Linked DNA regions of Mus musculus: regions 2, 3, 4, 5, 6 and 7 are each linked to region 1. A link is a contact called in public HiCAR-type, HiChIP or PLAC-seq and promoter capture Hi-C data. All regions are on one chromosome and are shown on one strand. Each heading gives the region's core, a stretch centred on a gene start, on an enhancer-like site or on the middle of the called end of the contact. The rest is flanking DNA. Distances are from core to core; before and after follow the strand shown.

Region 1 (4,257 bases), core at 468-2,967:
AATCCACAAATCAGAGAGAGAAAGCATTTAGGTTGTTTCCAATTTCCAACTGTTATGAACAGAGCAGTGATGAATGTGGCTGAGCAAGTATCTGTAAAACAGGACACTGTGCCCTTTGGATAGATGTCAAGGAATAGTATAGTTTTAGTTATACAATTTGGTAAGATTTCAGCACTACAATAATAATAATAATAAAAAACTACAGTAACGGCACCAAAACAGACTAGGAAATCAACAGAACAAAATAGAAGTCCAAACATGAATGCATGTAGTTTTACAGCATTCTGAATGCATTACCCTGAACTAGAATCAACTTGAAATGGATCAAATAGATCAATGTGAAACCTGTAAAGCTGGAACTGCTATAAGAATAGATGGGTGAAGCCCTACAACATATAGGTGTAGCAAGAGACTTTTGAGCGGGACTCCATTCAATTATGAATTAAGGCAAACAATTAACAAAGAAGACCTCATAAAACTAAAATACTTGTGTACAGAAAATGGAACAATAAGCTAATAGAGAGGAAGCCCATAGTGGGAGAGAATATTTGGCAGCTACTCATCTGATAAACTATCCAGAATATAGGAAGGAAAAAAAAAAAAAAAAAAAAAGGATTCCAGAAAGCCAAGGATCCAGTTTAAAATGGCTGGAGGGAGGGGGCAGCTCCAGATCTGAATAGAGAATTCTCAGAAAAACAAAACAAAACAAACAAAAAAACAAACAAACAAAAAACCCCAAAAAACAAAAACAAAAAAACGCAAAAAACAAAAACAAACCAAAAAAGAGATGAAAAATTGGCTAAGGATTATCGTTAAAACTTTAGCATCTATAGCAATTAGGGAAATGCCAATTAAAACAACTCTGAGGTTCATGTTACCCCAATTTAGAAAGATTAAGGTCAAGAAAACAACTGATAAGAAATTTTGGTGAGGATGTGGGAATGGGAATTCTTGTTCACTTTTGGTGAGATTCCAAACTCGAACAGCTTCTGTGGAAATGAGAGTGGAGAAGTCTCAAACAAACAAATGCCAATCCAAAACAAAAACAAAAACCCCTTGACTTGTGGTTTTTTTTTTTTTTTTTTTTTAATTCTCATCTCATTAAAATTCACCGTACAAAGCTCTTGACTGCAATCTGTTCCAGCTAGATTGTTCTTTGCAAGATATTCTAATGCCTTTTCACTAATACCTCTGCCCATGCACGTTCCCTCTGTCTTGAGTCTTTCTGACCTGCTTGGTTAAGCACCCATCATGACTCAGCTCAGGTATGCTCCCACAGTGTATAATGAAGCACACCTCGTTGTTACCTCACTCTGCTAGTTCTTCCAAAACAGGTAGCAAATTCTTCTTCTTCATCCCAGAATTCCACCGTCCTGCTTCTAGAACCTTGCTTGTAAGTGGTTAAGGCGGGCGTATGTGTGTGTGTGTGTGTTTGCGCGCGCGTGAACTGGAAACACGGCACACAAGGGATTTAATAACAGCATCGTTTAAAAATGTTTTTTTTTTCATATAACTTATTTTCCCCATTGATTTATTGAATATTCTATCACCTAGGCTAGAGGAACAGTGTTGCTAGGTAACAACACGCGTTCGCTGGCGCCTGCGTGGCCCGGATAAGGCGGAGCCACCGCTTCCTCTGCAGAGGGAGGGCGCACGCAGGCGCAGACGGAGAAACTGGTCTCTGTTTCCGCCCTATTGCTTTCAGTTAACTGTGAAAGCAGCGCGCGCAACAGGTCACTTCCGGGACGAGAAAGCCGCACTTACCTAGCGGCGACATGGATGCTGCCGGCGAAAGCGAAGAGCCGGTGAGATACTACTCTGGAGTTGGTTAAATACCTAAGTGGAGATGGGGTGGTGAGCGGCCCAAGGAGTCAAAGAATCGCTCATTCAGCTCCGCTTTTTTTTTTCTCCTCAGGTCTCTGGGGAAGCGTTGTCCATCGCCCATGCGCTCTCTCACCCTCCGGAGTCATATGGCAACGACGTGAGTATGACTCACCTCAACTTCCCGCCCACCCAGCTTTAAATTATAAGCTCCTTTACTGTTTGATATCTTCAGACTTTCCCACCTCAGCCGAAAATAGTACCTTCAAGTCAGTGTAATTGTAGTACTTTAGACCACGTGAAAGTGAGTCGCTAACTTTCTATGATTTAGAAACCACCTGGGAAGCCACAGCACCAGAGGCACAACCAGATTACAGCCCACAGCAGATCAAGTCATAATGTCTGGGGGAAGAAGAGCTAAAACATAGTAGTTTTTAGAGAACCTTTAAAATGAATGATTGCACTGCGCGGTAAAGTGGCACCGGTTTGTGGTGTGTGTCATTTGGACCTCTGTACAAATGTCGGGAGATAAGGGAAGAAAAAGACGACAGAGATAGCAGTCAGGATGTAATGTGTACTAGATGAGTGGTTCAAGCAATAGGATGGAAAGGGCTTAGCAGGAGAGATTTTTAAGGATGGAGGCAGTAGATTACATCTGGGAAATGTCACTGGAACTGGATCCTCAAAGTATAAGTGGACAGAAAATATAGATTCAAAGGTAGGAAAATGTCTTGGTCTAAGGTGGGAGGTGCATGTGTAGATGGATTTTTCTGGCATCATGAAGGGGACAGCAGGCAGGATGAAAAAGGAAAGTCCAGTGGGTACTTGTTCAGATATGCTTATATATAATTTAGCTACATCATTTGTTCTGGAGTTTTACAGAATGGAAAATTGGCTATCTGATAAAGACAAATGATGACTATAGCATTGCTACACTCAGGAAAGTGAAAAATAGTTTCACATGTATTTTTGTCCTCCCAACAACTCTGATGTATGTAAGTGGGTATATTAATGTAAGTTACGTTTAATTTTTTATATAATACAATATATATTACATATGTAATGATAAATTGTATTTTTATTTCATTTAGTATAATAGTTATCACTTGATGCTGGAGAAAAAGATGTCCAGTAGTTCATTGGGTTTTTTTTTGTTTGTTTTTGGTTTATTCAAGACAGGGTTTCTCCGTGTAGCCCTGGCTCTCCTGGAACTCACTCTGTAGATCAGGCTGGCCTCGAACTCAGAAATCTGCCTGCCTCTGCCTCCCAAGTGCTGGGATTAAAGGTGTGCGCCACCACTGCCCAGCAGTTCATTGTTTTTGTTATTCTGTATTGACAGTTTCTTTTGGTCACCGTTGGGACGAAAGATTTATATCGCCAAATCCACTTATTCAGTTTTTATCCCTGACAGCAACATTTTCTGTAGACTTCTTGAGATTTAGCAAGATGTCTTAATTTCTTATCCTTTGCAGGACTGAGATTTCTGAACTGATGTTCTTTCTCTTTTACAGCCTGATATTGAAATGGCTTGGGCCATTCGAGCAATGCAGCATGCTGAAGTCTATTATAAAGTGAGTTGTCATCATTAAGCTGAAATCAGTATGTAATTTTAGTGTATGATGCTATGCTAATCACGGTTCTCAGCAACGTAAATTGTTAAGTTTTCCGTGTTGTTTTAACTACCGAACCCAGGGAACAAGGGTAGAAATGAATTTGATGATGAGAAGTTCTGCTTGTCTGCCCCCTCTTGTTTGCTACCGGGAGGGAAGATGCCTGGCCCAAGAGTAACAGACACTTATATGTCTCCTGAATGAATGGTCACAGAACAAGAGCCAGGCAATACTAGGACTGAAGGGTTCATTCAATCGTCAAAGTAGTAAAAAGGAAAAACAAAAAGAGGGGCTGTTATTGTGACTCTTAAGACCATTTTAATGGTTTCATGCAAGACCTGGTCTGTTACTACTGTCTAAATTAATCTTCTGCCCTGAGAACCATAGGTTTTCTGACGGTGTGGCACTGGAGGGGTAGAAGTCTAAATTAATGACTAGCATCTTTATGTTTGTTCTATTGTCTGGCAGCTGATTTCATCAGTTGACCCACAGTTTCTGAAACTCACCAAAGTAGATGACCAAATCTACTCTGAGTTCCGTGAGATTTTTGAGACACTCAGGGTAGATGTATTGGACCCAGAAGAACTCAAATCAGAATCAGCTAAAGAAGTAAGTATCCTCTTAAGCATTATCTAACATCTGGCCCATAATTTTGATTATATGTTTGTGTATGAGCTTCACATTTTTTCAAGGGACTTAATTAAGGAACCTGGATTTTATATTAATTAAGTCAGCTATGAAATTAATTTCTGTCTCGTGTGCTTTTGGTGTTTATTGAAGACTCTTTTCCCTCATCTTATCTTGAACACTTCAACTACCCCTTTAG
Region 2 (4,257 bases), core at 802-3,301, 1.8 Mb after region 1:
AGTGATTCTTTGAAAGCAAAGTTTAGCCAGAGAAGGAGTGATACTCTGAGGGCGCGTGATACCTTAAATATCATATAAGAAATTATTTGGGAGATACATCAGAAAGATATTGACACCCCACAGGGAGAAGGAGAGAGATTAAATGGATGACTGAGGAAAATTTATCCCAAGAGAGGAATGGTAGTGAGCTTGACTTCCTGAGAGACAGTGAGCATTATTACTAGAGATAAAGGCGCTATTGCACCTAGTGCTTCAAAAGCTTGTTTCCGGAAAGGTTCTTCTCCTTACCTTTCTTTTCTTTTTACAACCAAGCTCCTTATCTCTGGTCACTCCTCATTTTCTCCATTTAACCATTTCTCACAAAGAGCCTGGAAAGTTGCCCCTTTTCATGTTTGTGTTACTTAAGCTCTGGGTGACCCTAAAACTCGATTCAAACCTCACATTATCTAGGAAGTACTTTTGGCACTCACTCGGGTGCTTTATTTTCATTCCCTGAACTATGGCAGAACTCACACTTCTTGTAACTACTTTAATAGTTTTTGTTTTTGAAATCACTTTGGTATCTCACTACTCTGTATGTCTTTTTGCCTTCAAGTAGAGTATGAAGTTCTGCAGAAGAGTGATTTCATCTTTAACTTTTTTTTTAGCCTATCACAAGCTGCTCTAGGCCCAAAGTAAATGAGAAGGAAGACAACCAGTGAAGATATAGAAATAAGTTAACCTGAGGCAGCCAGCAAGAAACAGAAAACAGGGATGTGGAAGAGGAAGCTGTAGAAAAGAGATTTTTTTCCAGAGTCAGTAAGGCTAGTGTCAACTTCACAATGACCTGTTACAGATGGTTAGTAAGGGAAGCTCCAAAACAGGTCTGAAGGGAACGTGAAGATAAGCATGGTACACATTTTATTTGGGATGTAGCTTAACTATGTAGATTGAAGTTATGAAGCAGCAGATGGAGGTTCTCCCATTCATCTGGGGGCCATGGTTCTGCCCAGAAAAAGGGAAGCAACGAATCCCTGCCAAGGGGTTTCATTCCTAAGAAGGGGCAGGACGTTGCTGTTGGTGGTGGTATTGGCAGTGTTTGGAGGTAGAGGAGAAAGGGATGGGCAAGGGGAGGAGTTTCTGGTAGTAGGGAAAGGCTAGCAATGGCTGTTACAAAAGGGAAGTTTCCACAACAAACTCAGACCAGGGAGAGGGAGGAGAAGAAAGAAAACTGGAGGCCAAGGGGGAAGCAGTGTGGTTGACCAAGGCAGTCCAGTCTACCTATAAGGTTCAGAGCTTGTCTAGGGCAAACGTGGGGTAGAGTAGAAGGTAACAGCTCTCTATGAACAAATTGCATCTGAACTATTTACTTTTAGTAAACCTCCGAAAATTTCATGGCAATTACACTTCCTGCCATGCAGTTATTTAAGAGAAATGGCTTTCCTTCTGCTACTGAGCTTTGCGTGGATCATGTAAGGCGAGTGTTATAGCTCTGGGCAACTTCACTAGGACAGTCTGAAGGCATTTTTTTTTTTCTGGCTTAAGTAAGTGACTATGGTATTGAATTGAATTTTGTTTTGGAGAGTGACAGAAATTCAATTATGCAAACTGTGATAACCATGCATTTCCAGTTGTTTTTTTTTTTTTTTTTTTTTTTTTTGCCTTTCCCCCTGCCCTCTCCTTAATTCTTACTAATAGTTTTTGTGATTGTTTTAAAAAAAAAAACTTAGGAGCAAACAGGGCTGCTCCTCCCAGTTTGGAGTTTTGTCTCCTCCTCCTTCTCATTAGAATTGTAAGAGGGTAGCGGTCCTGCTGCAAAGACAGGCAGACAAGCTTTCTCTGTGAATTAATTGGTCAGGAAAGACACTTTTTATATTGTCAAGTGGCACTTAAGCCACTAATTCTTGACTGTGAAACTGCTTTTCCTGGGCAATGCTCTTTAAGGAAAAACTTCTTCAGTCCAGCGATTGGTGGTGACTAAGGGAACTATGAAGCACAGGGGATTGGGCGGGATCACGGCTCCTAATAATGCCTCCTTATCCAATGAAAAGCATTTCCTATTGAGACCCCCAAGAGTTCCCCCGGCGGCCCTCGGCTCCAGCAAGACTTTGGGCCTTTTCTTGTGTCCTGTTTGTTAAAGGCATGCGGGCTCCAGCATTAAAGAGGGCTAGTCCTTAACAAAGGGAAAGCGATAAATGTAAATAAGCTCACATTTTCAGAATGAGCGGTTTGCAGTAAGGAGCTGCGGCAGCCCAGAGTCTGCTCTTTTTGGGCTGGGCTAACCTTTCCCTGTTTTTTGTTTTTTGTTTTGTTTTGTTTTTGTTTTTTATGGATAAAAATATGCGCTTCCGAAGTGCGAGTTGCCAGTTTACACGTTTATTAGCTAACTATCTACAGGCATGAGCACATTCTCTCATCTAGCACACTCTTTCTTGGGGTAAGTCTCTTTGAGAAAGATTTGATTTTGGCGTTTGGGGGTGGGGGATGGTGTAAGAAACTTCAATCGAAACGCTGATGCTTTGAGTGTTTGGGGAAAGAAGTTAGACTTCAGCTCTGAAGTACTGAACAAGGATCATCGTGTTGAATGGTAAAAAAAAAAAAAAAAAAAAAAAAAACACAAGAATTTCTATTGTTTTGGCAGTAAATACTGTTTCAGTGGGAGAGAGACAGGATTTTCAGGCTGTTGTTTCATGTAAACACAGTCCTAAAGAGCTGATTCAAAATCACAGGGTAGAATAAGTTAGAAAGTCTTTTGGCTAGCATTATATTTCTTTGGTTTACAAAAGATTGTGAGCTAACGTGGCTTTTATTATGATGAGGTTTCTTCTAGTAAAACTATACACTACATGCCTTTGATGCTTAATTGATTTATGGAGAATGTGACATTTGCTATATTGAATAATTCATGAACTGCCCATAAAGGAGGAATCATGTTTGAATGAAAACTGAATTCTAGCATAAATAGAATTTTCTATTACTTGTGAAATTACTTGCTATTTGCCATGTAAATGCAACACAATGTGACATGTCTAAAATTCTCTTGCATATTATAAATATTTTAAATATTTTTAGTGAAAAAGACTTGTTGAATTAATTAGTATTGTATGCTAGGTAATTTCTGTTTGGGAAGCAAATACAGCATTGTAATTTATCATGATTTTTGTGGGGGGAGAAGACCAGAGAAATTGAAAAAATTTGAGTATGTCAAAAAGCTTGATAATGTTATTCACTTTGCTGCTTTACCAAATAATGCATCTTTCTTTTCCTTGACTAGCATAAAAGCTTCAATAGTAACTTATAATCAAAGTTATCCAGTGGCTTTTTCACATGTTTATTTTTTCAGAGCAAACTCCCAACAGCTTGCCCCAACAAAAATAGATTATAAATCCTTTTGCCTTGTTGCAAATGAGAAGTTGCACTCTTGCAAAGGATGAGCTCAGCTGATAAACCTCATGGCTCCTACATTCTGAAGCACCTCCTGGCTGCCAATCAGAGATGTGAATGAAAGCCCTTTTGGAACAACCAGGGCAGCCTTTCAGAATGTGTATTCTCTAAGTTAAAGGGAGGACTGGGAAGATGCCTTATAGCACCACTCAAGCCAGGCTTAGACAAAGTTTAATCTATTCAATTCCCTTTGTGGGAGAAAATGCACTGAAGTTTGTTGCTCTTGCTGTGATTTGGTCACTGTCTTTTATTCTCTGTCTGTCAACATATACAGTCTGTTCTTGGCCCTCTGGAGTGGGAACTAAAAAAACCCTTATAATTGTCAATATTGGTACTAAAAATTGGGAACTTCATAAAAGGCCACTCAGCTCTGAGAATCCATTTTCAGCTTTTAGGGGATAAACAACTGATAAGAACAGTGAATAGTCTATTGTGCAGAGTTCTATTCTGGGGTAGGCTGTTGACCCCACACTTTGAGGGCAAGGTGTTCAGGTAGGGGGGACTAAAGAGCTGAGACCTCCACAATTAAAGTTGATATTGAATAGGCAATTCAGAGGACAGGGAAGATGAGAGCACGAGGAATGTAGGAATTTAGGATGTAAATGTCACCTTGCTCTATAAATTTAAGCTTTGGGCAGTAATTAATACTATTTATTTCTGATATTCATATTAACTTAAATTATTGCACTGGGTCTAATAAAATGTAATGACTCTTGTCCAGGCTTTTGGTCTTTTTAATTTTTTAATTAATTAATTTATTTTTTGTCATGACAAGCAGAAGCAGGTGAAAATAACTGACAGACAGGAACAGCCAGTGAAGACACTACTGTGGCC
Region 3 (4,257 bases), core at 814-3,313, 1.6 Mb before region 1:
TTAGTTTGCACCGCCACGTATAGAGCACTGTAAGAGACTATGAACGCAAGCGGATGAGTCAAATGTCCTTGAAATGGCCTTAGATACTTTTCTTTCTTTTAATAGGTGAGGTTTCAATGATTTACATCGACCAAGAACCCGCAGCCTCGGTCTCTCGAATCGGATCCGACATCATCCAACACTTCAGTGTTAGAATTGCAAGCATGCGCTCTCCCGACCTGGGCAGGCACTTCGAAAAAATGATGACTAAAGACACACGTGAAGTACCAAGCGAAACTCACGTCCTTATGGGACAGTGACTCATCACAGTCTAATTCCATCCTGGCCACCAAGCAATAATGCACATTTCTAACTGGAAGTCAAGCAAACACCAACACTTTCACACTTGTGCCCATTTCTGACGAGTTACGTCAAGTGGCAACCAACACTTCCACTTAGCCTTGCCTCAGCTTCGAGTGGCACAAGGTAGGACCAACCACACCCTACCATAATGCACCAAGTGTACCCTCGGGCAAAGCCCGCCAAGTAGCTAAAGCCCGCCAAAAAAAAAATCACTGAAAGAAACCACTAGAGGGCAGGTCACATGACTTCCGCCATCTTAGACACATTCAAGAGCATGTGCCACCTCTCCAGGCTAACTCAGACATGAAGCTGACATGTGACACACAAAGCCCTTTGCGTTATACCGCACCAAGAACTTGAGCCGCCATCTTTTCCTGTACGACCTAAATGTCCTATAATCCATTGCTACACACCAGAACAAAGATTGGGCTGTCGAGCCTCGGGTGGAGCCCCCGAGCCGCCATTTTATAGACTTCTGAGCAGCCCTTAAAGCCACGGGGGACCGCGCCAGGGGTCCATATGCACACACACCCTGCCCAATCCCCACACCCACGCTGAGCCCTATCCCCTAGTCCTCTGCGGCTTCCGCGCAACACCGCACACTAATACGAGCACTCCTTGGCTTTCTACTTCCGGCTAGCACAACCCCGCAAATGCTACCACAAATCAAGGCGAATCCCGCAACCCCGCACATATAAAGAAAGCCTTTAGCTAGCGCAGCGCAATTGGTTGCTTTTATCCAGTCCGCTGTGCTCCTCGGTGTCCTAATTCTTGGCGTAACTGGCTCGAGAATAGCCGTATCACGCAGAAGCCATAATGGCGGACGCGGGCTCTCCACGCCCTGAACACCCACTCAGTTTAAGAGCAAAGTCGTTTTTCTAAGCCATAGGTTCACTCACACAGCACCAAACGATCAGCAGCAACAGTACACGCAAATAAGAGGCATAGATATTCCAGGTAGTGCAATAACTCACAAAACCATATTTCCATCCACCAAGCGCCCCGTTGGGCCGTGAAAAAAAAAATTTAAAGCAGGTATCCACAGCCCCGATGGGCAAAAGAAAAAGAAAAAAAAATAATAACAGCAGGTATCCGAGGCCCCGTTGGGCATGGGAAAAAAAGACTAAACGCAGGTATCCGAGGTCCCGATGGACCGAGAAAGGTTTTTTTGTTTTTTTTTTTTTTTTTACAAAAAGCAGGTATCCATGGCCCCGATGGGCTAAGGAGAAGAAAAAAAGAATAAAAGCAGGTATCCACAGCCCAGATGGGCAAGTTTAGAAAAAAAAATAATAAGAAAAAAAAAGAATGAAAAGGCAGGTAAGTATCCAAAACCCCGTTGGGCATGGAATGGCGGGGAGGACACACAGGTATCCGTGGCCCCGATGGGCAAGAATATATAAACAATGAAAGAAAGGTAAGTCCACCATACACACACAAGTATCAACCAAAAGGCACAACAAAGAAATATTCCTTAAAAATGAAAAATTGACTGAAAATATTACAAATATCAAAAAGTATGGAGGACATGTCAAAAAAAAAATCTTACCAGAACATATCAAAACGTCAAAAATCTCGTGGAATTTTGATATGTTTTCTTAAATAAGCCATAAGGCTTGGTGGTAGGGGAACTAAAAATGTTCCCCCAAAGCTCCTTAGATGGAGAGAAACCACGGAAGAACCGCACATCCACGGGAAACGAGCAAACATGGCTGGAGCAAGCCGTTGCACGCCTTTAACTGATCCGCGGCGCTGAAGGCGGAGAGACCAGAAGAGGAGTGGCCACAAAGATTGCAATTCTGACATCTTATTGGACCTTTAGGTCTAACTATATTATAAAAAAATTAAAATGAATAAAGATGGAGGTACGTAAGCTCAGTGACATGACGCGTGAATTTCATTATTTTGCGCGATAATGAAGGATTATCCTATTTTACAGCTAAAAACGTTTATGTAGAACTTCCACATAAACATTAAATAATGTACATTAGGTCACACACCTGTCTATGCAAAATTTCAATATATCTTCTACTTGGACAAACCATGTATCGCTCCGCGTCTTGGACACTAGAAGTTCTTCTGCATTAGTTGGCGACCTCAGATGAGGAGAGGAAAGGGTAGAAATGCCTCACAAAATGGCTCCTTGGTTCCTAAATTATCAGAGTATTAGTTGTGACCGATTTGGTGGGCTTACGCTCATAGTTTTGGGTCATTGGCATCTTAGTCTTTCTCTGGGAACCTGGTGACTCCATACCTTGGGACAAAAACGCACTGAAGTACGTTACTCGCTAGCAGTAATGAAAAATAATTCCTAAATGCCAAAGCAAAGCCTGAGGGAATAATAGCTCATTGGTATCTTACTCGCCCCAGAGACACTGCTAACTTAAAAGAACTGTCAAATTTTGTTAACTGTCAAACTATGAATATCCACATGAAAGAGATCAGACACCCTGGGTATTAGAAAATCAAAGGATATTGTTGTCTCGTTGATTCACGCTGACAAATAATTCACAGTCTGTTCTAAGTTCCCTTTAGGCGTCCCATGAATAATAAAGGACACAAAATTGGTTTGCTTATGGACGATCAAAGTGCCAGCAATTCACTAATCTTACTATTGAGGTGGTTCAGGTAGGGATGGAAAAATATCTGCTACAAAATAAACTGTTTCAACAAAAGAAAAACAAATTAACAAGTAAATAAATGATGCACACAGACTGAATAAACCAGCAGGTGGCAGCATGAATCTTTCCAAGGCATCTGAAGCCAAACTTGGAGTGCAAAAGGATTCCTATCTGAATTGAGAAGTAAAGGTTACTTTGTCTAACTTTAGTTGACAGAGCGATCAGGATCAGAGTAACAAGCACACCAAAAGCATCACCAGTGAGAAGTCACATAGGACATATTAGGGAAAAAAGACCCAAGGAAGGGCTCTTCACAGCTAAGAGCACCTGGCTCCACGATGGATATGGCTTTGTATAAACGAGAACTTCTAAATGAGCTGTACAAAGAGAATTTAGAACTTGCGAGGTACTGGTCACAGATTATGCAAGCCAGTGTATCATTTTTGTGGGGATGCTAGAGAGAATCATCAAATTAAAGAGTTAAATTTAGTCTCTGTGTTTTACTTAGTCCCAATTCTTGCAAACCTCATCATTCTTTCTCACACCGTGTACATCAAGGTATGTCAGGTTTCGGGGACACTTTTTAGTCTTATCACAAGAAAGCATGAAGGGATATGTGCTAAAACTCAGTTCCTGGGCTGGAGAGATAGCTCAGTGGTTAGGAGTGCTGACTGCTCTTCCAGAGGGCCTGAGTTCAATTCTCAACAACTTCGTAGTGGCTCACAGTCATCTGTAGTGGGATCCGATATCTAACCTCTTCTGATGTATCTGAACAGTGACCGACAGTGTACTCACATTAAATAAATATTTTTCTAAAAAACACCTCCATTCCTGTACACTTAACTAGGTAATTTATTGCATATTCTTTGTTTGTTTGTTTGTTTTGTTTTTCAAGGCAGGTTTTCTCTGTATAGCCCCAGATGTCCTGGAACTCACTCTGTAGACCAGGCTGGCCTCGAAGTTAGAAATCCACCTGCCTCCACCTCCCAAGTGCTGGGATTAAAGGTGTGTGCCACCACTGCCTGCCTCATTGCATATTCTTAACATTAAGATTAAAAATGCACCTGGGGTAAAATAGTAATCTTGAGGAATTCTCCATGCAAATTCAAAGAGGAGAAGAAGGAAGAACAAGATGATGATGATAATGGGTCAAGAAACAAGGACCCACTACAAAGCAGCAAGAAACAGAAATGGGAGTTAAGAAATGGTCTTCCAATGTGCAGAGAGTAAGAGACTTTAGAACACTTGGTCCTAGATGAGATGTCTTCATCAAGCCCTTTCTTTCAATGCTCAGGCA
Region 4 (4,257 bases), core at 808-3,307, 1.5 Mb before region 1:
CAATCTCCCACTTCTACCTCAGACCAAATGATGCAGAAAGTTCCACAGAAGAGAAAGGTGTGTGTGTTTGGGGTGGAGGGGAAGACGTAAGCCCCGGGACACTTTCCTATCACCACTGCCTTTACTTTTCAGGGTAATGACAATGACATGACTCTGCATATCAGAGTTTCAGGAGGTGGTTTGCTCAGATCTTAGGTTTCAACCAATGTAGAAGCACTTAGAAACACAGTGAAATCCTCTGCCCTATGTTCTGTAGGGGAGAAAAACCCAAGGGTTTTTAACGCACTTCGCTGTGGTCACAACGTTCTGCTACTCTGGTGATATGAGTCTGCGGAGAGCCAAGCTCGGCCAGGATCTTTTGCATAGGCTTTGTCTGAATGTGGTTGGACTAGAAGCGCAACATGCTGCGGAAGCAATCTTTCGCAGCCTCACTATTGCCTCTGTATTTTAAAATCCCATTATCAGACTGACCAGGGAGAGACTAAGATTCTGGAATGATTTTTTCTTTTCCAGTGGGTTTGGTCACACCCTCCACTCAGACTAATCTCTTCAACAACTAGAATGGTAGAACTGCCTCTCTAAGTGTACTCCCAGACTAAAATGGCGATTTGAGCGAAGGACAACTTACCGAACCCCTCGCTATTTCGCAATCATAATTACCAGAACGTTCCGCGTCTCCCTCCCTCCCTCCCAGCCAAGCCACTGGCAACACGCACGCGCAGTTCTCGATACCTAGTGTTAAACGGCCAACATGCTCCCTCTTACGCATGCGCACTTTCATTCCCGCGCAGAGGCCTTCTGCTTGCAGTGAGCATGCGTGATTTCACCTTCTCTCCTCTCTGCCCCACCCTCGCCTAAGGGGCCACGATCTCCCGTGCCAGCAGAGTCCTACCCATCATGTCACGCTTTCTCAAGGGTACTTGAGCGCCACCACCTGGTGATATGGTTCCTCTTTTGGCATCCACGCAAAGCGCGCCTATCTTTACTATTCTCCCTTCTCGTGTATGATTATATATATAATATATATACGTATATGTGTATATATATATATTATATATATTATATATATAATCTCTGTGGCCACTGCGTTCTGCTACTCTGGTGAGATAACTCTGTGAAGAATATATATACATATATGCGCATATATATGTATATATATTCATGCCGGGTGCATCTGCACGTGTTTCTCGCCAAAGTTATGCCCCAGTGTCTAAACCATATCATTAACAACAATCCTTAACAGGATTAACTGTGATAAACTAAGTTACACATGGAATTAAAAAAACGTCGTAGGCGATAAAGCATATCCCAAACCCAGATGGAATCCGTCAGCAGCCTAAGGGAGAGGCTACTTGGTAGACGGATTCCTTAATACAGTTAAAAACCCTCCAACCTAAAACCACTGAATCAGAGTCCGGCGTGGTGATTTACGCCTGTAATCCCAGTTTAAGCAGGAGAACGGCCGCGAGTTCGAGGCCTGCTGCTGTCAGTCTCAAACTACATTCACTCACCCCCAAGGAAAACAAAAAGCGGATGAAGCCTAATCCTAAAGACTCATCCATTTGATTCACCCTTAACAAATGAAGAACTCGAAAGTTTTTTTTGTTTTGTTTTAAATAGATGTCAAACAAAACAGTGATGCTCAGGTGCCTTAAACCTGCTTAGAGAAGTCTAAAAATCTTTCATAATATTAAGTAATGCGCAACATCCTTTTGGAGGGCTGGGGATTCGTACTGGCCTCCAGTTCTCCCTCCCCTCAAAGGAGAAAATGCACAAATTAAGGATCTCCCTGACACAAGTTCCCTCCTCCGCCCTCCATGTTACATTTTCGTCCTTCGTCGTTCCTTTACCTCCTGCTGAAGCGAGTGTCGCAGTTAAAATTCTTACGGCAGGCAGTGCCTAGAGGGTGGAGGGAGCGGCGGCATAGAGAGCCGTGCCTGGGTGGCAGCAGCGATGACTTAACGGCGATGAACACCAGGTACGAAACCTGCTATACTTGCGGCCGCGGCGCGGATGCCACGAACCCACAGCCTCTCCAGGAGCGCTGCGCTGTGCTGCAACGCATGCGCCGCGCTCCTCCCTCTCCTCAGAGCGCCCCTCTACAACTTACAGCAGCCCACTGAGTCCAGTACTCAGGTCCCTAGCCCACACTTCTTTTCCTACCTCTGCTCATACCGGCGTCCACCACCCATCCTTTCCTCAGCCCCTTTTCTAATCAATAAGTCCCCATCCTTTTTAATTTACCATCACATCTCACTACTGTTATTATTCCCTTTCTGGCTCACCCTACAATTCTTGACCTTCTCTGCTTCTCTGGAGCTCTGCTAGGCCCCCTCATATTTCCTGATGTACCCAATATTCCAAGTGTTTCGAAAACAAACAAACTAACAAACCAACCAACCAACCACTGGCATGGTGATAAGTGCCTGTAATTCCAGCGATTTATAGACAACCTCACCTCCATGACAAATTCTAGGTCAGCTTGGACCACAAAAGATCCTGAAGGAAAAAAAAATAGCCTCCACCGATCCGGGGGGTTGGGGGAATGGAAATATACGTATGTAGATTTAATTGTGGGCCCAAGTTACAAAGCCTGAAGAAAAAGTCTTTTTCTAATACCTGGAACCAGAACTCTTGGGGCAGGCTATTTTCACTCTCAGCATGTTGTTTCCTGTGGAGAATCTTGAGTTTTAAGGGTCTCCTTAAGATCCACTCCCCCTTCTTATTCAGCCCTGGATCTTGAGAGATCATCCGACTGGCTCCTGCCTGTCTATCTATCATTGCATTGAATTGTGAATTTTCATGTAGAGCATCAAAGCACCAGAACCATACAAGTAAAAAAGAGTGGGGGAGGGGAGGAGGAAGACAAAGAAGAAAAAAGGAGGAGGAAGAAGGGAAGGAGGTCGAGGAGGAGGAGGAGGAGGAGAAAAGGAAAAGCAGTCCCATGCCTGCATCTGAAACAATATCATGAGCAGAATAGAAGTAGAAGGCAGGGCCATTGGATATATTGCGACACCTAATGGACATATAGGTAACATGCATAAAAAACCCCTCTGATGTTTCAGCTTTAGTAAGACATCCCCACTTTGACAATTCCCTCCCTGGTTTCTGAAAGAGCTTTTTCTTTGAGGGGGAAGGGAGTGTGATGGAAAAGCTCTTTTCAGCCCAATTTGAGCAATGAAAGAAGCCTTTAAGCTAAGTTTACCTGGAGTTCACTACAAAAGTGTTAGCTCACATCTCGAACAAAGTTGTACTCATGCAGAATTAACAGGCTGTACTTACAAGCTCCAAACTAGGTCTGGAGAGATGGCTCAGACGTCAAAAGCACTGACTGCTCTTCCAGAGGTCCTGAGTTCAATTCCCAGCAACCACTTGGTGACTCACAACCATCTGTAAAGGACTCTGATGCATTCTTCTGGTGTGTGTCTGAAGACAGTTCAGTGTACTTATATAAGTAAAAGTAAATAGATCTTTAAAAACAAAAAACAAAATAAAGTTCAAACAATTTTTCTTGTAAAACAAGCTTAGTTCCATCTGAAGATTCCATGTAAGAGAGTTTTTCTTGATTGCCACCAGGGGAAACAACATATTTGTTCATCTGACAAACTGTAAACATAAATAGAAATGTTAGAAATCATCTCTAAATTTCCAAGATATCTCTTTCCTAGAATTTAATTTCTCTGATATTTTTAATTATAAGAGATAGGAACAATTGTAGTTTAGGGTTTGAGGATGTGGCTCAGTTGGGAGAGTATTTTCCTGGACATAGCTCTGGCTTCAGATGCCCAGTACTACTTAAACACACCTGTAATGTCAGCATTCAAGAAATAGAGAGAATGATCAAATACAAGGTCATCTTCAGCTACATAGAAAGTTCAAGGCAAACCTGGGATATATAACACCCTGACCATAGAAAGACAGAGAAACAGAGACAGAGAGAGACAGAGAGAGAGAGAGAGACTGGAGAGATGGCTCAGCACTTAAGAGTACTGATTGCTCTTCCAGAGGTCCTGAGTTCAATTTCCAGCAACCACATGGTGGCTCACAACCCCATCTGTAATGAGATCTGACACCCTCTACTAGTGTGTCTGAAGACAGTTACAGTGTACTTATATATAATAGATAAATAAATCTAAGAAAGAAAGAAAAAGACAGACATAGACAGGAAGAAAGAAAGAAAGAAAGAAAGAAAGAAAGAAAGAAAGAAAGAAAGAAAGAAAGAAAGAAAGAAAGAAAGAAAGGAAGAAAGGAAGGAAG
Region 5 (4,257 bases), core at 1,192-3,691, 1.4 Mb after region 1:
AGAACAAGATGTTATCATTAAAAAGGTTGATTTTAAAATGTCATTTTTTTTAATTTTAGAAAATCTACTGAATTTATGGTCCCAAACTGTCATTAAGCATCAAATTATGCTGAACATCAAAAGTATGACCAAATACAATACCTTAAATTGTACATTTCAAAAATTTGAACTTTTCCATAGGTGAATTACTTTTAACCCTTGAATCTTTTAATCAGAAAACTACTCGCTTTTAACAAAGTCACAAAGAATGTATGTTTAATAAGTTTAAATCTGTCCTTTAGCTTATTTAATTCACTCGAGTAATTACAACATAATGAAAATTTGTGAAAAATCTGTTTTCATTTTGAGTGAAAGTTTTGGTGATAGTGTCAAACTCTGATTTTAAGTCACAGCAAAACAAAGGAAAGCAAGCAAAGAAAATTGAGTGAACACACAAGTGCAAACCTTCTTTTGTGTGAAGATCCGAGAGATCATGAGAACTGGCAAGTCTAAGCAGCAGATCATTATAAATTTACTTTTCCTGAAATAGTTCTAGAATAAATGTCATTATGAACTGCAATTGCAATTTATAGCAAAGGTCCAATATAAGAGAAAGGACGTTGAGATTTCGTTTTCTTGGTCAATCTAATTTTCCTAGACTAGAGCAGAAGGACATTTTTGCCTAGAGCTTAAAACTGGACTTGAGGTCCTAGGACGTCAGGATTGTATTAGTGGGCACAGGGCAATTTAAAATAAGGGGTGATCCTGCCATTATAATCAGGACTTCAGTGCAGTGAAAGGTACTTACTCTTCTGCTAAAATCTGGCCCCTAGCAGTGATGAGCTGCACGGAGCCGGAGCCACAGTGGTCTGGAAAGACTTCTACGCAGGCTTGCTTTGAGGTGGACACAAAAGCAGGTGGAAAAAAAATTCACCTAAAACTGTGCTTTACAACCCTGCCATTCAGGCTGCTGTTTACCATTCAGTCTGCTATTTACTGTTGAATGAAAAAGTTGGTATTAGGCATTATTTAAAAAAAAAAAAAAGAACATTCTCAGGAGACTACCTTTAATTTGCTACCCTTCATGAACATTTTACGTCTTGATGAATGATTAAAATTAACATATATCTCGCTTGTGGAGAAAAACATGAGCACAAGTTTCTGAGAACGAATTTTCCGTTCTTCACAAAACAAAACGCAGGGTAACAAAATATTTACAAAACTAAACCATGAACGCTCCCTGGTATTCCTGTTACGCACTCTATATGACACAGATATTACTTTAAGAATCATATTTCAAGTATATTCATTATGTGGAATGTCAAAGGAGGGGGCAGAGTGCGCCAGAGCCGGGCAAGGCACAGGGAACTTTGGTGCGCAGTACCCAGCCTAGTACCCAGTAGCAAAAGAGCTGTTTTCTCCTTTTTCAGGTGTTTAAGTTTTAAAGAAATGTTTAAATTCCTTAATCCCCTTTAATCTGTCAGAATAATGAGAAAATAATTACGAATTTCTTAAATGAATTTGGCATCAAAATAATTTCCAAACAATTAATTTGTTTGTTAAGTAGACAAAATTCGGGATGAAAAATTTCCAACTGTACCACCGGGAAGGAACCAGACAACGTGCTTCCGAGTATTTCACAAGGCAACTCATTCAAGCAAGCAAGCAAGCAAGCAAGCAAGCAAGCAAGCAAGCAAGAGCAACAATAAGAAGAAAATAAGTAGAAAGTTCAAGAACATTACCAGTTAGTTTTCTTCTAAGTTTTGGAAAAGTTTACATCCACGAAAACAACGATACCCTCAAGGCGCAATACCAAAGTACAGATATAAAACAAAACAAAATACCAACGATTTTTCAACAATCTTTCCACCTTAAGCCATAAATACTTATCCCATAGGTGGCTAAATAAATGATGCCCAGCTCAGGGCAATCCTCTTGTGTACATTCCCCAAGGAATCGAAATTTCTCCCCCTAATAAAGTGAGCACCTAGTTCACTTACCAGTCAATGTATAAACGAAAAAGAAAAAGGAAAAACAAACAAACAAACAAAACAAAACCACAGAACGGAATTAGAAAAGATTTTCTGCAAAGCGTTCACAGAGAGTAAGAGCTCCGAATTCTGCAACTAATTGCACACAGAAAAGTATAGATAGTTGCTACAAAGTCAAGGAGCATACCTAAGCAGATACAAAAATGCTTCTCCAAAAGCCTCGCTCTTCATTCAGGTACTTCTCGATCTGACTCCAGATAGCAAGAGATCCGGCGACAGTGACCGATTCAAGATTAAGAAAAGTAAAAGACCGGGCTGGAAAACAGTCACAAATACAAAGACAAGCAAGTGAAGCTAAGCGAAGAAAGGGAGCTGGCGGGACCTATGGGGCAGGCCACCGGACGCGAGGCACAGGAGAGCAGTAGAAGGTCCATGCGGCACCCAATGGCTGGAGGGGACCGCGCCTTTTACATGGTCTGAATGGAGACGAAAGCCCAGATGTAGGAGGAACTTTCGGTGTCCTCTTGCCCTCCCCCCACTCCCCGATCCCAAACTCAGAAACTCTTCCCTCCAAAAATATCCCCTCACCTCCTCGAGTCGGCCCCAGCAGCGGTGTAACCCTATCCATCAGCATCCCAGCAACAGGCACATCCAGCCCCTGGCCTGTTGGCCCCGCCCCGCCCCGCCCCCTCGCCCCTCGCCGCCCCTCCCTCACCGCCTCGTGCTTCTCTCGCGTTCCATCCGGTCACCACCGCACGGTCCGTGCCCCCTCCGCGCTCACCCGGCCGCCTGCTCACGCCCCCTTGGCGGGGTGGCCAGCTCGCGTCTCCAAAGACGCCAACAGCCGTTGGGGGTGGGGGGTTCGGGGGGTGGAGAAAGAAAGGCACAAAGTTAGGAGCTACAGCAGCAGCTGTTCGGAGCCCAAAGGCTGAGAGGGGAGGGGTGAGAAAGAAAAAGTGACAGGAAAAGAAAAACAAGAGTGGCTGGGGGCCCGCGCCCCCCGCTGTCGACGCAGTGGGGTCACAGGCCCGCGGCCCCAGGAGGGTACCAACAGACTAACCAGGCCACCAGGTCAGGGGAAAAGGGAGGGAGGGGGCGGGGACTGGCCGTGGCTCCTTGACCGCCCCTCTCACCCGGTGCTGACAAAGATCCCATTCTTTCCTATTATCCCTGGTGGGTCTTCTCTGTCTTTTAAGCCCCTGAGCTTTTCCGAAAGCCCTGGACCTCATTGCTATAGTGTGCAAGCAACAAGTTATTTCAGGAACAACTGAGAGTGGTGGATTGAGCACTCCTAGATTTCAATGGCTGAGGTTTTCGGGCACTGAAAGACCTCTGCTTCTGAGGTCTGCTCAGGGCAAAATGAGCCCAAAGTGAGTGCCAGGCTGGGTGCAAGGGAGCTTGTTGGAAGGCATTGCCCCCCTTCCCAACCACAGAAGGAATACCACTCATCAAACTTTACCTACTTGCTCCTCTCTTGCCTTTTTTGCATTGTTTTTGAGGTCTCTCTGAGCCTGAGAACTCACGAGTGACTGCAGTGGTTCTCATTTTTCTTGGCTAAGGACTGTCAGTTGAGAGAGGTTCCCATCCCCAAATCTAGATAGTTCTGAGCCCTACTTTGACTCTGCAGGCGGTCCTTAGCTGGTCCCAGATTTGTCCCATACAGCTGCCATCCTCTGTTGCCAGGCTTTCTGAAAGAGGGTTAAAACTCATCGATGGACATCAAAGGACACTGACTCAGTGCGTGTCTACCCCCCAACCCCCAGGCCCGGGTATGGAAAGCTACTGCTCTGAGTTCTTTCATATGAGGGCCTTTTACCTCTTTGTATACTACGCTATTCACTCATTTGCGCAATCGTGGGACCGGCCAACCTTTTCTTCCGTTCTCTTGTGAGATTAGCACTCCCAATTTGCAAACCTATCTCCTTGGTCATTTTATTGTGTGGATTCTGTTTCGTAAGGGTCTGTGGCAGCTGCGGCCCCAAAGTGAAAGGGTCCAGAAGAGGAAATTGCTGAATCATAGAATTGGACAGAAGTGTTCTTCTAACAAAAGGATTTGTGAGGTGAAAGGGCAGGAACACTTATAAAATACTATAACTCACAAAGAACGGTGTGGTCAGGCTCCTTTTTTCCTGCCAACCTCCACCCCCATCGCTGTCATCTCCAATAAAAGGATTTAAAATTTTCCCTAGCCTGGCTAAGGCCAGAGTAAACAAACTGTCCTTAAGAGTTGTAGAGATGCTAATGTCTGACAGGAGACAAGTGCCAGGAGCCCAGTTTGTGAAATGGT
Region 6 (4,257 bases), core at 1,140-3,639, 1.1 Mb after region 1:
GGCTATAGAGAAACCCTGTCTCAAAAAACCACACAAAAAAAAAAAAAAATCCTAAGATGGAGGGATCCAAAGGGGATAGGGACTCCATATGACAGACAGAGTCAACTAACCTGGACCCGTGGAGGCCCCCAGAGACTGAACCGCCAAAGTGCTAGGATGGGCTAGACCCCTTCCCCTCACATGTGTAGCAGATGTGCAGCACAGCACAGCTTCATTTGAGTCTCCGAACAATTGGAGTGGGGACTGTCCCTGAATCTGTTGCCTGCCTGTGGATTCTCTTCCCCTAGCTGTGCCACCTTGTCTGGCATCAGTGGGAGACTTGTAGTCACTCCTGTAGTGACTTGATGTGCCAGGGTAGGAGGGTACCCAGGGGATTCTCTCTTCTCAGAGGGGAAGGGAGGATGTGGGGAGTAGAAGCTGTGTGAGGGGGGACTGGGAGGAGGGGGGCTTGGATCCCGATATAAAGTGAGTAAATAAATTAATGAAAAAAACCCCATAAGCTAACTAAAACTCCCCTGTCCTCCGTTTTGACATAAGCAATTCATGTAGCCTAAGACAGCTTTGAACCCCTAATCCTCCTGCCTTAGCACCCCTACTGTTGGAATTATAGGCACTAGTTACTACACCTGTCCAGAAAACCTTACCTTTTTAACTAAGGACTTCAGCCTATAGTTTGGAGCTGTTAAGCAGTATCTATCAGGTGGCAGTCTGGGTCCTGCATATGGCTTAATCAGCGGCAAAGGGGTTTGATTCTTCTGCCTTGCAATATCTAGTAAAAACTAATAGAGAAAAATACTCATTAGAAATATACCTTTTAAAGTGTAAGTAAGAAAAACTGCAAATAAACGTTTGCTCACATCTCTTGGGGGAGGAGAGGTAAAGGACTGGTCAGCCCGACACTGGATGGCCAGTCTCACGTCATCGGCATCAACAGTGGGTTTCTTAGCATGACTCGAATAAATCTTTGCATCGTCCAGAATTGTAGTCACATATCCTTTAAGAGCAAAATAATTTTTTCTTAAACGAATGAAGAGATTTCAAGGCAGGATCTTAACTAGCCCATACCGGCCTCACTATATCGCCAAGGGATCCCTTGGAACTTCCGATCCTCTTGCCTCTCCTTCTCAAGGGCTAGATTACAGTATGCATAACCAAGACTAACCTAAAAGCACCTTACTATTTATGCTCCCTGGTTTTTAAAGGTTCCGCTAATTTCTGGAACCTTTATGAATTTTGGTTTTAATCGCTAATTGTCCTATTCGCATACTTTACTTATGCGGACATGCCATATCTAAATACTACAACCCCTTAACTTGCGCTCCTTTTTAGTGCTTTACTCATCTCTAGATTAGTAACAACTGCTTTTGGTTTAAAGTGTTATAGCAAACGAGCTTCTCTAATTCATGAGGTCAGGTTTTGGGTGTATTCACTTATTTAACTTACGGAAAGCAAATTCCAACATTTGATTTATAACCCTTGGCTCATACTCTGTGATTCCCATATCCTTCAGGATCTGTGCCATCACCTGTGGATTCAAAGAAAGACAAAATGCCAGACGGAATGCGCGATGTTAAGTGAAAGAAATCAAGGCTGGATGGAAGGCATATTTTTATATGCAGCAAACCGTTCCTCCTTGTGCCTCTCCCAGTGTTTGCCTATCAGTGATCACACAAAATCAGGCATATGTTCTTGCTGAAAACTTTTAGCAAGGGTGGGAGCAAAGGCACAAGAATGGCCTTTACCGGCTTTCCAGGCAGAGGTAGGGGTGGGTCCAGCTGGCTGTCATTTTCGGATCTGTCAGCGAGGGAAGCTACTAGCATCAGAACCCATGTCGCAGTCAGGGAATCCTCGTGAAGCGAGGAGGCTGCGGACTTGTGGGTGGGGGTGGCCTCGGGCCAGCGAGACAAAGCCCCGCGGCAGCCCTTTGGAGGGGCTCCCCAGGAGCAAGGACGGAGCCCCAGGGACAGGGGGACTCCACTGCCCTTTCCCAGCCACGTCTACCGGCTGCAAACGGCGCGCGATCCCCGCCAGGCGCTCGGGCTCCCCCGGCAAGCGCTCGGGCTGGCCTGTCTCACAGGTCCCAATGCTACGGAGTGCGCCGGGCCCTGCTCCCCGCGCGCGCTTACCAAGGCATCTCTCGGAGCGTTCTTGATAGGCGCCATCTTGGCCGGCTCCATTTTCTCTTGCGGCTCCTCAACCTCGGAGATAGAGCTGCAGGCGGTTTCCACCTCGGTCTGGCTCCACCCCTGTGGGGGATGGAAGGCGGTCCTAGCACGCAGCTCCCCGGCCGGGGCTGCTTCCCAGCCGCCAGCCCCCACCTGTGTGGACTTGGCTACCCGGGGCCCATGCAGGTTCGGAGGTGGAGAGGTGCGGAGGAAGTCGCCCTAGCGATGCTCAGCGACTCTGCGCCATGCAGCGCCAGCTCCCCTCCGACCATCCTCACTCCCACTTAATGCCCACTGGTCCTCGGAGTTTCCTGGAATTCCCTCAGAGGCCCTTCCTCCACTCGGCCGCTGGGTGAACATGGTTCTGGCAAACGCGACAGCCCGTTCCATTTGAATATCACATTAACAACGAATGTGTATCACCACCTCGGCACACAGGCCATGTTGATACTGCAAAATTAGTTGCTCCTTAGCTGACATCCAAATTTAAGTGGGCATTAGGAAATCTTTTTCAAATCTGGGAACCCTACCCAATAGACCAGAGGTTTTCGACCTGCGGGTTGCGACTCCTTCGGGGTCGAACCACCCTTGCACTGGGGTCGCATACGCTGTTTACATTACAACTCATAACAGCAAGAAAATTACAATGATAAAGTAGGAACAAAAATACTTTTATGGTTGGGGGCTCACCACAAGCTGAGGAACTGCATGAAAGCATCTCGAAGGGGGAAAGCCACTGCAGTAGATCCGGTTCTTCACACGTGGGGATTTGGTCTAGCCTACAAAAGCACCGGCTTCCCTACGTCCTCACGGTCTGAGGGGCTCCAGCCTCTAGGGTGGAAACTGGACTCTTTTTTGTCTCCCAGATTGCCCACTCCCATATATATATATATATTTTCAGAATAGGGACCGGCTAAGAGAGGTTTCGAGCGGTTAAACGCTCTTCCGGCATGACAAGTCTGATGACCTCTGAATTCCACAAATGCCCCTGGGCGTGAGTACCCCGAGGTTCACGAGGTTCACGCCATGGCTTCTACTTCCCCTACCCTTAGAATTACGAAGTTAACAGTCTCTGGTTTAAAACGAGTCCGAGAATCCCGTTCCTACGTTTCTCAACAGCCCTGTTCTCTTCCGCCTTCGAAAAGGTTGCCAGGACACCTGGATCAGACACAACCAGGCCCATTAATTAGCGACAAGTCCTATCAGGGTAACTTCACAAAATTACATCCCATCTCGTTGGTACCTAGCTCTAGAGCGTTGATAGTAGCATCTTTCCGCCGACCGCTTACGAAGATTAGAGAATTAGGCCTACCAAATGAGGCCCTTTCACGTCCTCACAACTGAATGGGCCTCGTAGTTATAACAAAGACTGTTTTACTTAAAATTCTCCAGGAGTACCTCTCACAGATTTAACATTTCGGGGCTTAGCGAACCCTTCAGTTTAGGTAGGGCAGTTTACCTCATCCGAGGACGACTCCTCCTCGACAATCTGGTCAAACGCATCCGACTCCTGGTCAGCCATCTTGAACTTTGATGCTCTTGCGGAACCCACGCTGACGGCTCCCAAGCCCCGCCCCACGCACCCCGAGCCCCGCCCCCTGCTCCCCCCTCGCAGCCCCCCGCCCCACGTGCCCTGAGCCACGCGCCCTGCTCCCCCGCCCTCGCAGCCCCCCCTCGCCCTGCTCCCTAGCTCTTCCTTGTCCCGCCCGTAGCGTCTTTTCCCCACTCGTAAGCCAGCTGACCAGTGTTCAAAACCAACGATTACCTTTTCAAAGCAAGTAGAAACTAATAAATGAGTAGTTTGTACCTAGTATATAACAATTAAAAAGAAAAGAAAAAGCGCCGTTTAATTCCTACAGTTTTGACTTAAAACTTGTCTATGCAAAATATGAGAGTATCTTGTTTCTATCGTCTTTCCCAAAGTAAGTTATTTTACTTTGCTGTATCCAAATGTCCAGAATTACTTATCTTGTGCCTTGGGACCATTTGTTGGTAAAATAACAGTTATTTGCCCCCACGCACTGCAGCAGCTCATATGACAACTAAAATAGTTACTGACTCTTGGGTGAAATCCGTGTATAGCTGAGTGCAC
Region 7 (4,257 bases), core at 508-3,007, 1.1 Mb after region 1:
TTGAGAACCACATGTGGGTCTTTACTGTTATAGTGCCATTAAGAATGTCTTTAATTAAGCAACATGAGGTTTTTCCCTTACTTGATCTTCCATAAAATTGAATGTTTTTATCAAAGGCCATATACATATAAGTTAAAGGGAGCTAAAGGGTACATTTTCATTCTGGTAGGAACTTTGTTTTTCAAGGCAGGGTTTCTCTGTAGCCTTGGCTGTCCTGGAACTCACTTTATAGACAAGTTGGCTTTGGACTCGACAGAGATCTGCTTGCCTCTGCCCCCCCAAATGCTGAGATTAAGGGCGTGCATCACTACTTACTGTCTGGTCCTAGAAGAAACTCTTGATCAGCATTACATGATGGTCTTGGTGGAGGTGATAGTTGTTCCTAGCAAATTTTCTTGACTTTTATCCTCCTTTGAATTCTACCCTCCAGGGCTTGGACTGTGGTACTGAGAGCAGCAAGAAATATGCCGAGGCTGTGGGTCGAGCTAAGCAGATTGTTTGGAATGGTCCTGTTGGGGTATTTGAATGGGAAGCCTTTGCCAGGGGAACCAAGTCACTCATGGATGAGGTGGTGAAAGCCACTTCTAGGGGTTGCATCACTATCATAGGTAAGGGCTCCTGTGCTAAACACGTGGCAGAGTTTTATGTTCAGGGGAAAGGCACATGGGGAATGGTTAACATTTTCTGGGTCTCTTGATTCTGATAGGTCATAGATGTGTCACTCATAGGGGGTCTTCTTGATGGGAGGAGTTCATTAGCTCCATTTTGGGGTTGGGAACCACAGTTAGTTTTGGTGCCAAAACATTTTCCCCTCTGTTCATTCATCAGGTGGTGGAGACACTGCCACTTGCTGTGCCAAATGGAACACAGAGGATAAAGTCAGCCATGTGAGCACTGGGGGCGGTGCCAGTCTAGAGCTCCTGGAAGGTAAGCTTGGTCTCTGTGTTTTGGCTTCTTTGAAGGCAGGGTGAAGACTGCATTCTGAGAAGTGGGGCAAAGAGTAGAGAACTTTAACTTTTGGGCAGTGCTGTCACTAGCAATCACATTAACTAGGGTAGCGCAAGTAAAGCCGCGCGGTGGGAGGGGTAGGTAGGAACTCATTTTAGTTGACCTGGGACCCGGAATGCCATATAACATAACTTCTGCCATATAACCTAATAAAGAGCTGGTAGATGTAGCTTAGCGGATCTTATAGTAACGCTGTCTCTGTTTGTGCTTTCTCAAAAACAGGTAAAGTCCTTCCTGGGGTGGATGCTCTCAGCAATGTTTAGTATTTTCTTTCCTGCCTTTGGTTCCTGTGCTCCTAAGTCAACCTAGTGTTTTCCACATCTCCATTTGGTGTTAGCGCAAGATTCAGCTAGTGGCTGAGATGTGGCACCAGGAACCCTTAAACAGTTGCACAGCATCTCAGCTCGTCTTTACTGCATCAGGATTTGTCTGTGTTCTTCAAGATCCCATTTAAATTCCTTAGTGACTAAAACCATTGTGCATTGTAGAGGGCGTCTATTTATATTCTGCCTGAGAAAGGAAGTGAGCTGTAAAGGCTGAGCTCTCTCTCTGACGTATGTAGCCTCTGGTTAGCTTCGTCACTCACTGTTCTTGACTCAGCATGGCAATCTGATGAAATCCCAGCTGTAAGTCTGCAGAAATTGATGATCTATTAAACAATAAAGATGTCCACTAAAATGGAAGTTTTTCCTGTCATACTTTGTTAAGAAGGGTGAGAACAGAGTACCTACATTTTGAATGGAAGGATTGGAGCTACGGGGGTGGGGGTGGGGTGGGATTAGATAAATGCCTGCTCTTTACTGAAGGCTCTTTACTATTGCTTTATGATAATGTTTCATAGTTGGATATCATAATTTAAACAAGCAAAACCAAATTAAGGGCCAGCTCATTCCTCCCACTCATGATCTATAGATCTATAGATCTCTCGTGGGATCATTGTTTTTCTCTTGATTCCCACTTTGTGGTTCTAAGTACTGTGGTTTCCAAATGTGTCAGTTTCATAGCCTGAAGAACGAGATCAGCAGCCTCTGTTCCACATACACTTCATTCTCAGTATTGTTTTGCCAAGTTCTAATTCCATCAGAAGCTTAGATTATAAAGAGTCTGGCCTGGTGTTTGCTTATAATCTCATCCCTGGGTAGTGTGGAGGAAGAACTTCATCCTTGCCTACATAGTGAGTTTGGCCAGTGTGATCTGAGACACTCTCTCCAGCCCTAGGGTTTGTTTGTTTTTTTTTTTTCTTTTTTTTTATTACGTATTTTCTTCAATTACATTTCCAATGCTATCCCAAAAGTCCGCCCCCCTCCCCCCCCCCCCCCACTCCCCTACCCACCCATTCCCATTTTTTGGCCCTGGCATTCCCCTGTACTGGGGCATATAACGTTTGCCTGACCAATGGGCCTCTCTTTCCAGTGATGGCCGACTAGGTCATCTTTTGATACATATGCAGCTAGAGTCAAAGAGCTCTGGGGTACTGGTTAGTTCATAATGTTGTTCCAACGATAGGGTTGCAGATCTCTTTAGCTCCTTGGATATTTTCTCTAGCTCCTCCATTGGGGGCCCTGTGATCCATCCAATAGTTGACTGTGAGCGTCCACTTCTGTGTTTGCTAGGCCCCGGCTTGTTTGTTTTTTATTATATGTAAGTACACTGTAGCTGTTTTCAGAAGCACCAGAAGAGGGCATCAGATCTCATTACGGGTGGTTGTGAGCCACCATGTCGTTGCTGAGATTTGAACTCGTGACCTTCAGAAGAGCAGTCAGTGTGCTCTTTAACCGCTGAGCCACCTCTCTAGCCCTGAGCCCTAAGGTTAAAGTTAGGATTATAAGTACCATTTTTTATATGTGTAATATGCTATATTTTTGTCATTTTATTTTTCTTTATACCTTTTTTTCTTTGCTGGGCATGGTACACTTTGATCCCAACACAAAGTTCAATACTGACCAAGGCTACCAAGTGAGACCTGTCTAAAAACAGAAAAATAAAACAGTAATTTTCCAAGTTTTTTTATGCTATTGATTAATTCCAACACCCACTAAAAGTATGACCATTACAGTATATGTGAACACATCAGATAGTTTGTTTTTAAAGTGTAGAAATCTGCTGGAATCCTTGGTGCCTCTGTCCCACTTCTTGGCTGCCCTACATTGGACAGGTGTTGCAGGGGTTTTCACCTTGGAAACCCTTGATTCCATTTCCCCCTCTCTGTTTACTCTGCCGGGAGTTACTGTGGAGCCCAGGCTGGCAAGGATGGGCTTCCAGATTTCATTTTTTTTAATTGGATGTTTTATTTACATATCAAATGTTATCACCCTTTACCAAAATCCCTATCCCATCCTCCCTTACCCTGCTTCTATAAGGGTGCTCCCCCTCCCACCTACCCACTCTTCACCATCCTAGCATTCCTCTACACTGGGGCATCAAGCCTTCAGGACCAAGGGCCTCCCCTCCCACTGATGCTAGTGAGATGTACAGAGGGTCAGGAAATAGAACAGAGGTGTATAGCAGTGGGGGATAGGGAACTGGGGGTAGCAACCAGAAAGTCCCAGATGCCAGGAAAGCAAGAGGCTCCCAGGACCCAAAGGGGATGAGATTAGCTGAAATACTCCACAAAGGGGAGGGGAAACCTGTTGAGACCACATCCAGAGGTTAGGCATGGCCCCCTGCTTGAGGGATGGGGCCACCCACCCATCTCCAAAATTTTAACCCAGAATGGCTCCTGTGTAAAGGAATTAAATACAGGGACAAAGAGTGGAGCAGAGACTGCCCCACCTGGGGAATCCATCCCATATGTAGACACTATTGCTGATGTCAAGAAGTGCTTGCTGACAGACTGATAACAGCTGTCTCCTGAAAAGCTCTGCCAGAGCCTGACCAATATAGATGTGGATGGTCACAGCCAACCATTGAACTGAGCACGGGACCCCAGTGGAGGAGTTAGGGGAAGGACTGAAGGAGCTGAAGGGGTTTGCAATCCCATAGGAAGAAAAATATCAACCAACCAGAGCTCACAGGGATTAAACCACCAACCAAAGAGTACACATGGGCTCCAGCCACATATTGTAGCAGGGGATGGATGGCCTTGTCAAGCATCAGTGGGAAGAGAGGCTCTTGGTCCTGTGAAGGCTCGATGCCCCAGTGTAAGGGAATGCTAGGACAGTGGGGCGGGAGTGGGTAGGTGGGTGGTGGAGCACTCTGTGGAGGCAGGGGGAGGGGGTGGGATGGGGGGGTTTGGAGGGGAAACTGGGA

Evidence for each region. Promoter capture Hi-C pulls out the DNA fragments that hold promoters and counts their contacts. HiCAR-type assays count read pairs that join an accessible place to other places. HiChIP or PLAC-seq counts read pairs in DNA pulled down with a chosen protein or histone mark. Capture Hi-C pulls out chosen DNA fragments and counts their contacts.
Region 2: a promoter capture Hi-C map of stem cell-derived epiblast-like cells shows a contact between it and region 1, with 4 times the contacts expected there. The contact joins the promoter of Lpar4 here to the promoter of Pbdc1 in region 1.
Region 3: a HiCAR-type map of astrocytes shows a contact between it and region 1, with 6 times the contacts expected there. The contact joins the promoter of Xist here to the promoter of Pbdc1 in region 1. A contact is called at or near these places in 5 of 39 promoter capture datasets (erythroid cells, frontonasal cranial neural crest, hippocampal neurons and 2 more), 4 of 484 Hi-C or Micro-C datasets (CD4 T cells and CD8 T cells), 1 of 115 datasets of contacts at active chromatin or transcription factors (astrocytes) and 1 of 9 other capture datasets (liver).
Region 4: a contact with region 1 is called in a promoter capture Hi-C map of erythroid cells, with 22 times the contacts expected there. The contact joins the promoter of Ftx here to the promoter of Pbdc1 in region 1. A contact is called at or near these places in 5 of 39 promoter capture datasets (cranial neural crest, erythroid cells, hippocampal neurons and 2 more), 3 of 484 Hi-C or Micro-C datasets (B cells, CD4 T cells and uterus), 5 of 115 datasets of contacts at active chromatin or transcription factors (T-cell acute lymphoblastic leukemia, astrocytes, embryonic forebrain and 2 more) and 1 of 9 other capture datasets (adipose tissue).
Region 5: a contact with region 1 is called in a promoter capture Hi-C map of embryonic stem cells, with 4 times the contacts expected there. The contact joins the promoter of Fndc3c1 here to the promoter of Pbdc1 in region 1.
Region 6: a contact with region 1 is called in a promoter capture Hi-C map of adipose tissue, with 5 times the contacts expected there. The contact joins the promoter of Taf9b here to the promoter of Pbdc1 in region 1. A contact is called at or near these places in 1 of 39 promoter capture datasets (erythroid cells), 1 of 484 Hi-C or Micro-C datasets (B cells) and 2 of 9 other capture datasets (adipose tissue and macrophages).
Region 7: an H3K27ac HiChIP or PLAC-seq map of embryonic stem cells shows a contact between it and region 1, with 8 times the contacts expected there. The contact joins the enhancer-like site here to the promoter of Pbdc1 in region 1. A contact is called at or near these places in 6 of 39 promoter capture datasets (the 3T3-L1 cell line, the C10 cell line, embryonic stem cells and 2 more), 2 of 484 Hi-C or Micro-C datasets (Th1 cells and embryonic stem cells), 3 of 115 datasets of contacts at active chromatin or transcription factors (the 230-238 cell line and embryonic stem cells) and 3 of 9 other capture datasets (adipose tissue, liver and pancreatic islet).

The regions. Positions count from the first base shown.
Region 1 is chrX:105,078,039-105,082,295 of GRCm38.p6, forward strand. It overlaps Pbdc1 (polysaccharide biosynthesis domain containing 1), which reads left to right and starts at 1,718. Exons shown (of 6, transcript NM_026312.5): 1 at 1,718-1,805; 2 at 1,916-1,981; 3 at 3,333-3,392; 4 at 3,900-4,040. The coding sequence starts at 1,776.
Region 2 is chrX:106,918,574-106,922,830 of GRCm38.p6, forward strand. Lpar4 (lysophosphatidic acid receptor 4) reads left to right here and starts at 2,052. Exons shown (of 3, transcript NM_175271.4): 1 at 2,052-2,416.
Region 3 is chrX:103,481,170-103,485,426 of GRCm38.p6, forward strand. Xist (inactive X specific transcripts) reads right to left here and starts at 2,064. Exons shown (of 8, transcript NR_001570.2): 1 at 1-2,064. It also overlaps Tsix and the pseudogene Gm14861.
Region 4 is chrX:103,621,697-103,625,953 of GRCm38.p6, forward strand. It overlaps Ftx (Ftx transcript, Xist regulator (non-protein coding)), which reads right to left and starts at 2,058. Exons shown (of 11, transcript NR_028381.1): 1 at 1,851-2,058.
Region 5 is chrX:106,482,788-106,487,044 of GRCm38.p6, forward strand. Fndc3c1 (fibronectin type III domain containing 3C1) reads right to left here and starts at 2,442. Exons shown (of 27, transcript NM_001007580.1): 1 at 2,158-2,442.
Region 6 is chrX:106,217,453-106,221,709 of GRCm38.p6, forward strand. Taf9b (TATA-box binding protein associated factor 9B) reads right to left here and starts at 2,390. Exons shown (of 7, transcript NM_001001176.2): 1 at 2,127-2,390; 2 at 1,444-1,525; 3 at 858-994; 4 at 645-779. The coding sequence starts at 2,177.
Region 7 is chrX:106,202,009-106,206,265 of GRCm38.p6, forward strand. Pgk1 (phosphoglycerate kinase 1) reads left to right here. Exons shown (of 11, transcript NM_008828.3): 9 at 431-608; 10 at 829-927; 11 at 1,231-1,691. The coding sequence ends at 1,271. Among named protein-coding and RNA genes, the nearest start is that of Taf9b, 16 kb to the right of the region's middle. Within about 2 kb of position 1,758, at least 2 of the 459 cell types and tissues checked have an H3K27ac peak or open chromatin away from gene starts, as enhancers often do. A contact at or near this core is called in embryonic stem cells, where this site is marked.